Regions from separate parts of the Mus musculus genome. Here region 2 is linked to region 1. A link is a contact called in public Hi-C data. All regions are on one chromosome and are shown on one strand. Each heading gives the region's core, a stretch centred on a gene start, on an enhancer-like site or on the middle of the called end of the contact. The rest is flanking DNA. Distances are from core to core; before and after follow the strand shown.

Evidence for each region. A called contact is a pair of places that touch in the nucleus more often than the background predicts.
Region 2: a contact with region 1 is called in a Hi-C map of uterus, with 5 times the contacts expected there. The contact joins two enhancer-like sites. A contact is called at or near these places in 3 of 484 Hi-C or Micro-C datasets (all in uterus) and 2 of 9 other capture datasets (adipose tissue and liver).

Annotation. Positions count from the first base shown.
Region 1 is chr14:22,174,889-22,177,432 of GRCm38.p6, forward strand. All of the region lies in intron 2 of Lrmda (leucine rich melanocyte differentiation associated), which reads left to right. Among named protein-coding and RNA genes, the nearest start is that of Gm41107, 140 kb to the left of the region's middle. Within about 2 kb of position 1,268, at least 6 of the 459 cell types and tissues checked have an H3K27ac peak or open chromatin away from gene starts, as enhancers often do. A contact at or near this core is called in uterus, where this site is marked.
Region 2 is chr14:22,321,955-22,324,498 of GRCm38.p6, forward strand. The region is part of intron 2 of Lrmda (leucine rich melanocyte differentiation associated); the gene reads left to right. Among named protein-coding and RNA genes, the nearest start is that of 4930405A10Rik, 220 kb to the right of the region's middle. Within about 2 kb of position 1,272, at least 8 of the 459 cell types and tissues checked have an H3K27ac peak or open chromatin away from gene starts, as enhancers often do. A contact at or near this core is called in uterus, where this site is marked.

The DNA of each region.
Region 1 (2,544 bases), core at 18-2,517:
TTGTGTGGGTAGCCTTGCCTTCAGGTTTTTTCTTTCTGCAAAGTCATATGTTTTTAGCTGTGATTGCAGCTACTGCCGAGTGGCTCACCTTGTCTTGAGTAATGAGAATAAACAACCGGTCACCGCGCTGACCACTGAAACTAATAAAGATATATAGTGCCGGCTGGCTTAGGGAGTCACAGACGCATTCCTAAACTCCCTGTGACATTTATACCAAGGGAACATGATTCCAAACTCACTCACTGCTTACCCATTCTCAGAGAGAACAAACTATTTGACTGATGGTTTGCTAAATTTAATATGCTTAGCAAGTAAAATTATTGCCTACTCTAATGCTGGGTAATTATTAAGATACACTGCTTTTAAAAATACCAAGTGAATAATATTGATTTAGTGAACTGCTATTTAGAAAAATGCCAGCAAAGGAGGGATATTTTATTTTAGCTGCCTTAAAGCTGTAATGGTTCTGGGCTGAGATACGCATGCGGAAATAAATTATGTACAAGGTAAACTATTTTGTTATATAGTACCCATAATATTAATTAAGCTGTAATTTTACCAACAATGCTTTAATTTAACAAATAAACAGGAATCATCTGTACCATTCTTTCAAATATATAACTTTGGGGTGGTAATAAAACACACAGAAGCACCTGCAGTTAATTGTAGAGCAAACAGAGAGACTAGCAACTGTAAAGGGTAATTGTAATTTATAATTTATTTATTTGACTTATGCTGGGTATAATTACCGTTATAATGTGTTATTATTTTCAGTCCAGCATTAGATATATCTGATTCCAGTTTGTCCAGGCAGCCTGGTGAAGCTCTCTACTTGGGTCCCTTGAAAGTATACTCTCTCCTGCTCCCTTCCCAGTAATGGGAGCTTGTGAAATAAAGAAGAATGGATGGGCCCGTGTCAATAGCAATCCTTGTCCAAAGCTCCAAGAATATTTCCATTTCCATTAAAGCCAAGAGTTTGTCCTGCCCTCACGGTCTTTTAGCTGGCAGCACCTGGAGTGACAGGGCCTGGGTCTGCGTGGCCCCCAGCCATGGGTGAGTGGGCTGGGCCATGCCTGCATAAGAAGGATAGTAAGGAGACCTGAGGACTGGCTGCTACAGCGCCTCCCTTCCTTTTGGTTCTGGGAGTTGTGAGTATTTATTATGGTGGCGCTTTTGGGCTTTTGTTGTTATTATTTTCGAGAGCAGCCTGGAAGGAACAGCTCAAGGAGGAAAAACACCAGGGGTGGAAGAAAGAAGCAATTACAGCGGCCGTTTGTTTGTGGCTAGCAGAATGCTGAAATGGCAGATTTGCAAATTTGTGAGAGAGGGACGCTTAGTGTTCATCTTTATCAGCCAAAGTGGTTTCTTGTTAGCTGAGCAGCAAGCTAGAAAGCCACCGATTTTGACAACATAATTTACATCTTTGTATAAAACTATTGCTGGCAGCCGAACTAATTTGTGCTGGATTAGGTTGTTTGTCTCTGCTGCTGACTAACCATGCAATCTATCAGAGGCCGTTCTCAAATATCACTTTTCAACTGTGCCCTTGAGAGGGGGAATTGATCGGGAATATACGGAAGCAAAATTACTCCAATAACTTTATAGAAGAAACAATTACGGAATCATACAGATGTGAATAATTCTGAAAAGCAGAAACAGTGAATTTCACCCCACTCCTATCTTTCACATATTCATGAAATATACAAATAATATAATAAGGTCCTGTTTCTTTCTTCTTTCTGGACCTTGGACAATAGTGGAGTTAAAGTGAAAGGTAGGAATGTGGTAGTAAAAAAAGATTCTCGGAGGTCATCATTGAGGATTTCCAATGTAGGCTTTACAAATATAACTAAAAACTTCATATATGTACACCACACACACACACACACACACACACACACACACACACATCACCTAAAATATATCTTTTGATCCAGTATGAGTTTTTATAAGTTTTAAAGTAAAGCATCAAGCTAGAAAGACATACCAGTCAGGGAGATGTATTTGTCTTAGCAACATACACAATAAACACATGTATGCATCTTATCATGCAATTCTACAGTTATATTAATAAGTTTCCTATGAGGAGAGGAGCTTCTCTTCTCTTCTCCTGTTAAGTGGATACCTTAGACATTTCTTCCTCCCTTCAATGAGATAGAGGATGATAGAACAGTACAGCAGGAGTCGGGGTAAAAGTAGAGGGGATTTACGATAGACATCCAAGCTGGACCTGTTTGTAAGATGCCTGACTTAAGGCAGCAAGCAAACAAACAAAAAACCCCATTAAGCATCTATTATTTTAAAGCAGTGGTTACATTTTTCATCACTTTCCCCTGATAAATTTTTGCTTGTGCATCCTGCTTCAGGTAATTAATTGCTTTCAGTTCAGAGGAGTAATAATGCAATAAATTATGCCAGTATTTCTAGTCATAGGATCATATTGCAGCTTCCTAACCAAGGCAACACTAATAACAATCCAGGAGACTTGTGGGCCACAGAAAAAGCCTGATTATTATAAATTGGATGCATACAGTCCAAGGACCA
Region 2 (2,544 bases), core at 22-2,521, 150 kb after region 1:
TCTTTCTACAAAAACATAAATATCTTTGATTGTGTCTACCTTTGGAAGGACACAAAACGTTAAAAAAATCAGAGAAGCACCTCAAAGGATTGAGAGATGAGCCTTTCAGTTCCAAGAAAGGAAAGTGCATTTCACAGGTGCTGCCCACCCCCATGCTTGGGCTCCCCTCTCATGGTGAGTTTTGCTATTTCTTTTTGTTGTTGTTGCAGCATAGGGAAATTAATCAGGGTTGCATGGTTTGGCCAATTTTATCTTAGGAAGCCCTTGGGATTTAGAGTAAGTAGATAGGTATGGGTTAAGTTAATAGAAAGAAAATGGAAATGTCTCATTTTGCTAGATAAATTTGTTCCAGAGATACTGTGAATGTTTAGATTCATTTCCTCTCATGCTCAGGTCTGTTAACATTTTAGGCTAGAAAATTCTAGGTTGTCAGGGCGCTACCCTGTGCCCGGAATAGTGTACTTCAAAGTCTTGGGCTTTGGACTTCTAGACTCTGTAGTAACACATGCTTTGTCAAATCTTGATGTGTCACTCTAAGTCTAGTAGGGGTCAGCCACAGATCTCAGAGTTTCAGCAGTGGGAGGTTGTGATAGACAAAGGAAAAAGGTCACGATCATTTCTGGTGCTCTTGACATTGATGTCTTCTGTAAAGAATGTGGGGGAGAGAAGTGTCTGGGTCCAGTTGGAACAGGTCTTAATGAGAGAAGCTAACTGGAAGCTTCAGAAATCTGAGTCCTCTGGGACTCCATGAAGCTGGCTGTGAGGAAGACATTAGAATATTTTCCATGCCTTTGAGCTAAAGGAACTTGAGGTCCATTGGAACTCATCCTTCTCCCAACAAGTTGGATATGTTTTAGCCTGTAAGCCATTGTTACATTGCCTCTTTTATGGTAAACACCCTCTAGCCTTCTCACATCTTCCTAAGTAAGCCTCAGCCTTTGGGTGCAGTTGGAACTCTAGTTTTTGCATGGGGCTTCCTCAGCTATACCTCAGCCAGCATGGAGTTCTTGCTCTTACCTTCAATCTTGCTTACTTCAATTGCATGGCAGTGGCATTCAATTCCAGTGTGGACATTTAATCAAAGATAACTTTGTTTCTTTATTTTAAGGCTATGGGAGCCTCTTTACTTTCTCAGTGTAAGATCTTCTGAGGCTTAGCCTGTCTCTCTCTTTTATTGTCTAATAGATTTTCTAGCATGTGCTTAGTAAATTTTGAGTCAGTTGAAGTCAGTTGGCTTGCTCATCCCTCACCCTTGTTTAACCTCCCAGATCTCTCCACACACTCCAGTCCTGTCTCTTTAAATAGTCAAGGAGACAGCCAGTTGTTTGACAGTTCCTCAGGCATATAAAAATAATTTAGCTTGCACTTAATTTTTATCAGGAGGCAAGTTTAATATTGTCAAGGATTGAAATTTTATTTTTAAGTTTCTACATCCTGTTTCTCTTAATGTCATTTTGGCTTCAAAGGATATAATTCTGAAATTATGAGTACCGTTGGACTTGTTACTATTTCTTCCTTTGTGTATATAATGTTTCAAAAGCTGTTGATGGCTAAATGTCATTTTTATACTTTTTGGATTCATAACAGTTCAAATTCATTCAAAAACAATTAATAATATTATGTATCTTAGGAATAGCTGTCATGTATCTGGTGGATATGACATATTGTTAGATATTTTAAGCTGAAAGTTCTGTCTGGAGGCCAAGTTTAACAAGACAAGAAGCAGGCTGTTTTATAGATGAGCAGAAGGGTAGGGAACACATTTGTGAGGGAGCTGAGTGCTGTAGAACAACCATGCTTGGAAAACACTGGCTTCTCCGCTCAAAACAATAAACCAACAAGCAGTAGCCTAGCTCAAACATTTCTCTTTTTTTTGGCTTTATTTATGTCTGGTTTCCTTCTGCAAACAGGAGGGCCACCTGACAGCTTCAAGAGAAGATATTACTACTAACTACAAACCACCAAGGCGGCGTTCCCAGATTCTTGAGGGACATTTTTCCAGCTCAGGCGGATTGGCTCTTTGATTTTTTTTTTTATCTGAAACAGGAATGAAACATTCCATAAAGAGTCACTGTTTTCAAGATGGGGTGGTCTATTCTAGAAGGAACCTTGGCTAGCAAGAATGATGTCAGCTCTGGGAGGGGCTGGGCAAGATCCCTGGCTTTGGGAATCCACCGGGCTGTTCTAGTCGGTTGGAACTGTCGATTAGCCCTCCCTTCACAAAAGCAAGGCCTTTTTGAGTTTTTTCTTTGGAAATTTCCTAGAACCCCACACTTGTAAGATGAAGGTAGCAGCTACTGGGGGTATTGGGTAGTAAAAAATTTCTCTTGTTTGTGCCTGCGTGTATGCATGTATGCATATGTGTGTGTATACATGTACAGACATGTGCATGTTTGTGTGTGCACAGATCTCATGAGTCAGCATGTGCATGTGGAAATCAAAAGACGGTATCAAGTGTCATTTCTCAGGTACCATCCATTAAGAAAAACAAAACAAAAACAAAAACAAAATTCACGATCATTCACTGGCCTGGGGATTACCAAG